Regions from separate parts of the Sus scrofa genome. Here region 1 is linked to region 2. The links are chromatin contacts, called in public Hi-C maps. All regions are on one chromosome and are shown on one strand. The core of a region is the stretch at or near the end of the contact, and the rest is flanking DNA. Distances in the headings are between cores, read along the strand shown.

Region 1 (4,689 bases), core at 1,294-3,793, 140 kb before region 2:
ACCTGAAGCTACTGACAAAAATTAATAAAGTGACACTGGACTACGATGAATTGGGATGGGGGAATTTTATACTAGTATATTTTGTCTATGACCATGCCTGTTGATGGAAGTTGGGATGTCTGAAGGGATCTGATTATGAGTTTCTTCTGGGCTCTAAAGTGGAGAAAACTGGAAATTATAGACAGTAAGCAAGAAAGCAAGAACTAAATATTAGGTATGAGACCTTGATTAAACTACTTAACTTTCTCACCTATAAAACAGGGTTATGCCCTACTTTATAGTTTAACTGTCAGGATTAAACAAAGTAAGTGTATAAAAGCACCTACAGTTCCAGGCACACGCCCTCACTTTAGCACAGTGCCACATTCCCAACAGGCATACAATTATTAAAGAGTAAAAATGTACCAAAAAGACACCATATTAAAACATTGTGGACTACGTGCAACAGAAAATGTGGCAAAAGCACCACCTGCTCATATTCACTATTAATAATCTTCAAACGAAAAGCTTCAGTTAGAAGCAAAAGTTACTAGAAGATATCCAAGTACTTTGAAGGAAATCAACCACTAAATGTACTGTTTAAATTTCCAATGATTTTTTCTTTCCTAAAAAAAGTAAAAGATTACATACAATTTAATAAAATGAGTAGAGTTAGCACACGCGCAAAACTGCAGTTTCCCAGGTTGAGAAAGAAATCTAATCATCCTTCCTGGGAGGAACAAATCTTAAATATACAAAATGTCCTTAGACTAAAGTAAGTCAATGTATCAAAGGGGTTTGGAATAAAGGGAGATTTTTCTCTAACCTCTCCTCCCCGCCCCAAATAATAATATAAATGACCAAACTAAATATTCTCCAAATACCTAGGAGGAAAAATTTTTAATTGTTCTAATTGGTGTAAAGCAGCTGGATTTAGTGAAATGCAGCAAGTCAGCTGCTTTCTGAAAAAATATTCCAGGGTGGAGGAAGCGGGCAATCTTCCCAATGAAACAACTGCCATAAAACACTGTACATATAAAATAAGAACACACACATCTGTTAAATATCAGTTTACAATATTCCAGCCAACTTACAAATCAAGAGGAAGTGTTTAGATCTAAAAGATAAATCACACTTTACTTCTGGTCGAATTTTGCATAAGTGGCTACTGGAGTTATCCACATGGATTCAAGGCAAGGAGGACTGAATAAGTCTACTGTTCACACTCAAATGTGGGGGAGAGGAAAAGGGAGGCTCTGAGTCCATAAAGTTCTCCTCCCTCTCTAAACACTGCAAAACTGTCCACGTCTAAAGACACTTACCCTTGAAACTAAACTCCTCAGAGACTGACTAGGAGACTTTTTCTGATTTTTGAGGGGGAGCAATTTAGGAATGCTGCAAGACTACAACTTTCAAATATATGACCATAATTTAAACTCTAATTCTAAAGGTCCCCCCCCGAAAGATTTTCCCCTTCAAGTAGTTTAGCACCACTCCCATATTAATAGAACCCCCCACTCAATCCCCACTATAAACAAAAACCAAAGCTTTAAAGAATATGTGAATAAGGCACACGACTACTTCCAATAATTCCTCAACTCCCTCCAGATTAGGAAGAAAAAGGTGAAACGAAGGAACACGTAGCAGAAAAAAACACTTGGCAAGGAGGGCGACGGGAGGAGAAAAGTAAGAAGGAGGGGAAAAAGAGCAAAGCAAAAAGTCCAGCTGATGCTGATACTTAATTGGGAAGGGAGGGCAGAAAATATCCCGAAGACACAGGCTAGAAGGGAAGAGCTGAGTGGGTCGAGGGCGCAATAAAGTCCACGCAAAAGGCCTATCCAAAGGGGCCCCACTGTAGGAGGGAAAAGCAAAAGGGGGGAAAGACTCATTTCTTAGACGTATCAATCAAAGCCAAGGGTTTGAGAGACAGAGGGTACCAGATGGGTGTCCCTATACTGGACTCCCCAACACCGTCCCAGATGTCTTGGGAGGCGATCCTGCCAGGAGGAGCAAGGGGTTAAACGCGGGGGGTTCGCGGACGTGGAAGGGGGTGCGGCCCCAGGGGCTGCGGCAGGAGGGCAGAGAGCAGGCCCACGGTCGGTAGCCCACCGTCTGTACCTTGTAGTAAACATCGAACTGGATGTTCTCGGGCAAGGAGCGGATGTCTCGGCGGGAGCGGATGTAGTTATCCACGACAGCGGAGATGGCGGTGTTGTAGAGAGTCTCTGGGATCCACTCTAGTTCCACGGCCGCCATCTTCCTTCCCTCCTCCTCCGCCTCCTCCGCCTCCTCCTCCCGAAGGCCCCCGCCTCCCTCCGTAGCGAACCCCTCTGCGGCCCCGGAGGATTCGGAAAGACGGCGTTGGCCACGCGGGCACACGGCAGAAGGGCGCGGCCGCCCTGGCTCCTCCGGGTGAGCTGGGGGCGGTGGCAGCGGGCGCAGGCCCGTGTGCAGAGCTGGCCAAAGAGCCGAGACCAGGCGGGCCGAGGCCTCACATTCCGGATTTGAGAGCAGCCCGGGGTCCGTCCCAGCGCCGATCTCTGCAGGGGCGGGGCTGCGTGTGCGGCGTCATGACGTCAGCGCACGCCTACGCGCTGGAGGGAAGGAATGCGGCAGGCAAAAACTTGGGAAGCAAACAGCGGTGATCCCGCCTACGGGGACGTATTTTCCTAGGGGCCGAAGTTGGGTGGATGAGGGTAAACGTTTTTCACCCGGACGAGTTAAGACAGGTTTTTACCAGCTCCTTCCGAATCACTGGCTGCATCAGTCCTTTCAGCCAATCCTGCCTCCAGACTTCTTAGGCACGGAACCTTTCGAGCTCAGATAAAAGTTTGGAGGCCCAATCATCAGTCCATTGAAAATGATGCATGCAGGGAATTCGCATACTCTGGAAACCCGCCTTTAGACTCTGGTCCCTAAGTCAAGTTAGGAACCTTCGACTTAGGGGCTAGGGATCAGGATGGCAGGAAGACTTGCATTGTGTCACCATTTGCAGTGTTCGAATTCATGGTTCTTTTTCTAAATGAAACTTATTCTCCACCCCCCTAACCCCCAAAAAGGAAAAAGAAATGCTTTAGAATTTGGTGAGAAGGTTAGCCAGATTACAGAATTACAAATAGTGGTAAGAAAAAAAGGACTAAATGGTGGTTGCAATATGACTTAGTGGTGAAACAGAAATTAAGATTTCAACTTTCTCCTCTAGTTCTAGTCCCAGCCTCAGGGGATTGTTGGATAATTGAGTGTACATGTTTCACCTCCCTTCCATTCTCAGCCTGAATGTCTGCTACTTATGTAACTTAATTTTCCATGTCTGTGACTTCAAGAACTTCATGCAACATCTTTCTGCTCTAGGAATTTTTTTTTTTTTCTTTTCCTTTTAGGGCTGAACCTGTGGCCTATGGAAGTTTCCAGGCTAGGGGTCGAATCCGAGCTGCAGCTGCCACACTACACCACAGCCACAGCAATGCAGACGAGGCTCAGATCCAACATTGCTGTGGCTGTGGCATAGGCTGGCAGCTACAGCTCGGATTCGACCCTTAGCCTGGGAACCTCCATATGCCACAGGTGTGGCCCTAAAAAGACAAAAGAAAAAAAAAATCTGGATCTTTAACCCACTGAGCAAGGCCAGGGACAGAACCTACAGCCTCATGGAGTCTAGTCTGAGTCATAACTGCTGAGCCACAACAGGAACCCCTGCTCTAGGAATTTAACAAGGAAACCACTGGCCATTATTGGTGACACGGTCAATCTCATATTCATGCAATCGTTATGTAAAACCTGAAAACAATGATAATAATAATGTGCGGACGTTAAAGCTAAAAGAATTGGAAGTGGTTCTTCCAGTTCACCCTGGTATTTCAAGGTTAAATAGTTAAATCATTGGTAAGAAAGAAAGAAGAAAACATGTTTAGTCCTCTTTTCAGTCTATACCAGTTCTTACTCTGTACCCATGAACATGGGAAAGCTATGGTTAGCCTTATGGTAGAGTGCCAGAATTAGCAAGTAAAAAAAATACAAATGCTCAACTACATTTTTTTCTTTTTTTTTGGTCTTTTTAGGGCCACACCTGCAGCATATGGAGGTTCCCAGGCTAGGGATCTAATCAAAGCTGTACTGCCAGCCTACACCACAGCCACAGTTAGTGTGAGATCAGAGCCAAGTCTGCAACCTACACCACACTGCTCACAGCAACACCGGATCCTTAACCAACTGAGCAAGACCAAGGATCGAGCCCACGTCCTCATGGATACTAGTCTGATTCGCTAACCACTGAGCCATGACAGGAACTCCCAAATTATAATTTCACATAAACAGCGAATAGTTTGTAGGGTTTTTGGGGTTTTGTGTGTTTGGCCGCACCCTCGGCATATAGAAACTCCCAGGCCAGGGATCTAATCTGAGCCATAGCTGCAACCTACCACGCAGCTGCAGGAATGCCAGATCCTTAACTCACTGCTTCAGGCTGGAGATGGAACCTTCCTCACTGCAAAGACAACTTATGATCCCTAACCTGCTGCAGCACAGCAAGAACTCCACGAATAGTTTTTTAATACAAGTGTGTTACATGCAATAGTTTTACCCACCCATTCTGAGTCACCCAAATACATAAGTTCCTTTAGCAAATCCTTTATCAAGAATTCTTGGGGAGTTCCCGTCGTGGCGCAGTGGTTAACGAATCCGACTGGGAACCATGAGGTTGCAGGTTCGGTC
Region 2 (4,788 bases), core at 778-3,277:
CCACAATTCACAAAGGATGAAATCCGGGCAGAGAAATTCACTTCCAGTAAAAAAAAATGCATAACTTCAACGGGGTTCATCCTATCTGTAAATGTTGTCACTCATTTGCTCAAGCCCAAATTACAGGCATCATTCTGAATTCTCTTTTCCTTCCTTCCTTTCTTTTTTTGCTTTTTAGGGCCGCAACTGTGGCATCAGTTCCCAGGCTAAGGGTTGAATTGGAGTTACAGCTTCTGGCCTATGCCACAGTCACAGCAACGTGGGATCCTTTTTTTCTGTTTGCTTGTTTTGTCCTTTGTCTTTTTAGGGCTGCAGCCGTGGCATATGGAAGTTCCCAGGCTAGGGGGTGAATCAGAGCTGTAGCTGCTGGCCTATGCTGCAGCCACAGCCATAGCAATTCAGGATTCGAACCCCCAACCTCATGGTTCCTAGTCAGATTTGTTCCCACTGCACCACGATGGGAACACCCTAATAATTCTTCTTCAAAATTCATTCCTTTTTAGGGCCTATATACTTGTGTCTTTTGTCTAGACTACTTTTCCCTTAGAGTAGCTTTCTCATTTCCTTAATTGAATTCTTTGTTCAAATGTCACCTCCTGATCACAACACCTAAAATAAGCCATCTCCTATCTCTATTTATATCCATTTTTTATAGCATTTTACACAACTTCAATGTGTTTATTGAAGTTTATTTATAACAAACTTCTGTGAGTTTATTTCTGTTTTCCTGGAGTTCCCGTGGAGGCTCAGTGGTTAACGAATCCGACTAGGAACCATGAGGTTGCGGGTTCGACCCCTGGCCTTGCTCAGTGGGTTAAGGATCCGGTGTTGCTGTGAGCTGTGGTGTAGGTCACAGACTCTGCTCTAGTCTCATGTTGTTGCTGTGGTGAAGGCCATCAGCTACAGCTGTGATTTGACCCTTAGCCTGACCATATGTCCTGGGTGCAGCCCTAAAAACTCAAAAAAAAAAAAAAAAAAAAAAAAGACGAAAAAATCTCCACAGTTCTGGGAATTTGTGTTGTGGAAAAAGACGAATGTTCAAAATCTTTTATTAGCCAATGTGCAAACATTAGCCTGATAAATATCACTTAGGGTGTCCTTTTTATTGGCACTAATTGAGCGTCACAAGCAAACGGGTGGCTTCTTGGCTAGGTCTCTGTCTGTCTCTCCAGCACTTGGTTAACTGCATATTTCCGGTGAGGTGTCTTTACTAAACTTTCACCTCCTCCACTCTGCTAAAAATTAAAAAAAAAATTCTACTGTTGTATCAGCCACTTTGTTACAAACTCCGTGCCTATTAATAAGCCATATTCTCACGGGATTGTCATGAGTGTTAAACTTGATAGTACTCATGAAGTGCCTAGGACTGTACTGAGTGTTCCTTCAATAAAACAGTAAATATATCTGATGGAAAGACACCATGGAAATCTCAATCTGTTCCTTACGGGAAGTATAAACAGGTAAGGAAGAGGTCAGGCGTGGTCCACAAACCTAAGTCAAATTGATAATACCCTCCTCACCCCTCATTCAGATCACCACCTAGGCTCCAGGGCTGCCCACCAGCGCAAATAAGCCTAGGCTCCCGGAAGGTAAACACATCGAGAAGGGCGGGGCAGAAGGCGGGTTCGGGATGGGTGAGTGGCCCGCTAACAGTGATTGGCAGCTGCCATGTCCACGTGCTTTGAGCTCCGAACCAGCTGTCGCGAGAATTCGATGTAAACAGACCGGTTCTCCAGTGGTCCGACTCCCAGCCTGAGACGCCCAAGTGAGGTGCACAGGCTTTTGCAGCATGATACTGTCTCACGAAGCTACGGAGGTTCTATGTGCAAAGGAAAAGAGACATGTTAGTCACTCCTCCACACCTGCCTGCGTTCGCAACCGAACCTGACACCTCGGCTTCACCCGAACTTACATACTGTTTTGTTTTCCCTCGAGCCCCAGCGGATTGGATCAATTCAGGAGGCGGGCCCGCCTCTTTTCTACTTGCTGGTTGGCGAAGCTGACCTCTGAGGGCGGTGCCCGGCAGCGAACAGTTTGCTTCTGGGATTGGCTAGAAAGGTAGTTCCGCTGAGGCGTGGTAGGAAGTGGTAACCGTCAATCACGAAGGGAGACTCCAAACAGTGAGCCTTGAGCTGGAGAACAGCGTTTACCGGCGGGGCGGCCGGTGAGAGGGCTGGCGGTGCTGTGGCTTTGGGGAGGCTGGGCGAGGACGAGGGACTAGCTGCGTGAGGGGAGAGGGCTTGGCTGGCAGGAATTCGACGAGGGGGATCTGTGGAGATCGGAGGGGGAGGGGAGGAAGGGCAAGGGGCCAGAGGGCGGCCAGGGGCAGCGGTGGCTCAGCGTTGGAGGTTAAGTGGGTAGCGCCGTGCTGGTTGTCTTTCAGGAGAGTGGGATCTGAGGGGCTGGCGAGGGTCTTCCTCAGGAGACAGGGCCCTTGAGGACTGTTCTTGGGAGGCTGTGTTTCGAGAAATAAAGGGAGGAATGGAAATGAGAGAGCTGAGGGACTGGAGGTGAAGGTATCCACTGGGGAAATGGGTACCTGGGCTAGTTGGGGCGAAGGGTGTTTTGGTTGTGGCAGATGGGACTCATCAATGTGCGAGTTTTCAGATAAGGTGATAGAATGCTCCCTGCTTAAAAGAGATGGTTTTAGGGGCTTTCAAGATTAATTCCAGGCTGTGGGCTTTCTTTCCTGAACCATGTAAGAGATCTGTCTCTTTTAACCTTAATCAAGCACATTCCATGCTTTTAAAATCTCCCCAGTGATTCAGGTGCTTTTTAGACATTCGAGGGTCAGGGTTCAATGACGTGACTGGAAAGGATAAGGGGCTTCTAATATAAGTTATTGTTGCTTATTTAGACAATGATGATTAGGTTACAGTAGTGGGGGTGGGGGATGGGGGTTTTAACAAATGGGATTTCAAACATCTTGTTAAATTGTGATCATGCAGTCTTTTTTTGAGTGCATATAATTGAGTTTCAGGTGTACATATATATATGAGTTTCAGGTGTACAACACAATGATTTGAAAGTTGTATATATTGTGAAATGACCACCACAGTAAGACTAGTTCACATCCATCACAATACATGTTAAAATACACAGTCTTATTCATAGAGTCCCCACAGTCTTAGTTGGAGGTATTACCTCATTGTTCCATTTGGTCTTAAAATAGTGTACCAGGTATATTTTCATTGTTCTCAATGGAAGATTTCAGTAAATTCTTTAATTTTGGCTCACAAAGGTAGCACATTTGTTTTTATAAAGTGATCCTGTGCTGGGCTTTGCATCCCTTCCTAGTTTATATTAACAGGGGATCACAGGGTCCTGCAAGAGTCTTAAGTAGTTTTGTGGTTCTTGTCGTGGTCCAAATAAGAAAACCTCAAGAAATCTTTTATCTTACTTTTTCCTCTTCTGCCCTCCCCTCTTTCAGGTGTAATAGGAATTGTTGGGGAATTTTCCTATATTGTAGGTATTTTTGGCAAGGGATCTCTAGCAAGCAGCCCTAAATCTTCCTCCTTACCCCCCCCAATGACAATAATCTGTTTTTTTCTGTCTTTTTGTTCTGGAAACAGGTTTTGTGAATGAAGCAATGGCTACAGATTCCCCCAGAAGACCCAGTCGATGTACTGGTGGAGTGGTGGTGCGCCCTCAGGCTGTCACGTAAGCAAGTTTCAGATAAGCCTAATAAATGAAGGAGTGGTAACTTTCAGGTTTCCTTTGTGAGCAGTGCTTACTTTTGTAAAATCCGTTTAATTTTGGCTTTACAGGATGACAAATATCATTACCAAGGCCAAATAAAAGCAATAATTTGGAGCTCAGGTTGATGTATTTAGCACATTTATAGAGTATGTGAAAAGCACTATGGTAAATCCTTTTTTTTGGTTTTAGTTGTGGGGGCCTGTCCCCAGGGCATGTGGAAGTTGCTAGGCCAGGAATGGAACTCTTCCAAGCTGCTGCAGTGACATCACTGGATCCTTAACCCCCTGTGCCACAAGGGAACTCCACAAATCCTTGAGTACTGTTTTTTTCAAACCTCAAGTTTAACAGTTAGTGGGTCATTAAATCATTTAATGGATCAGGACCATTATTTAAAAAATGAAATAAAACATGAAAGTTGGGAGTTAGTATTGTTTTGTGGCATGCACATAGATATATTCATTCATATGTGTGTGTATGTTTACTAGATTGTGATGTCACTTACGCTAGATCTCAGAAATTTCATAGTCAGTGTCATAGGAAGTACAGTTCTATATTTTAAGCATTTTGTTGTCTTTTTTTTTTTTTTTTTTTTTTTTTTTTTAGGGCCACACTTGCAGCATATGGAGATTCCCAGGTTAGGGGTTGTATCAGAGCTGTAGCCACTGACCTATGCCACCGCCACATCAGATCCGAGCTGTGCCGGGGACCTACACCACAGCTCAGGGCAATGCCAGATCCTTAACCCACTAAGTGAAGCCAGGGATCGAACCTGCTTCCTCCTGCATACTAGTCAGATTCATTTCCGCTGAGCCACAATGGGAACTCCCTATTTAAAGCATTTTTTGACAAAGCATATCTATACTTTTAATCTAATATAGTTTTAAATGTGTATACTTGGAAGCACTATAATAAGTAAAAAATATGCTAGCAAAACAGCATGAGAATTTAGAAGGAATATTTTAGTGGGAATATTTTATTTTATTTTATTTTTATTTCTATTTTTTGATCTCTTGTCTTTTTAGGGCTGCACTCACAGCACATGGAGGTTCCCAGGCTAGGGATTGAATCGGACCTGTAGCTGCTGGCCTA

Evidence for each region. A called contact is a pair of places that touch in the nucleus more often than the background predicts.
Region 1: a contact with region 2 is called in a Hi-C map of liver, with 6 times the contacts expected there. The contact joins the promoter of APPBP2 here to the promoter of BCAS3 in region 2. A contact is called at or near these places in 1 of 5 promoter capture datasets (fetal liver), 4 of 47 Hi-C or Micro-C datasets (heart right ventricle, liver and skeletal muscle) and 1 of 2 datasets of contacts at active chromatin or transcription factors (alveolar macrophages).

What each region holds. Positions count from the first base shown.
Region 1 is chr12:37,611,624-37,616,312 of Sscrofa11.1, reverse strand. APPBP2 (amyloid protein-binding protein 2) reads right to left here and starts at 2,543. Exons shown (of 13, transcript XM_013981135.2): 1 at 2,098-2,543. The coding sequence starts at 2,235.
Region 2 is chr12:37,472,460-37,477,247 of Sscrofa11.1, reverse strand. BCAS3 (breast carcinoma-amplified sequence 3) reads left to right here and starts at 2,027. Exons shown (of 27, transcript XM_021068161.1): 1 at 2,027-2,164; 2 at 3,573-3,660. The coding sequence starts at 3,590.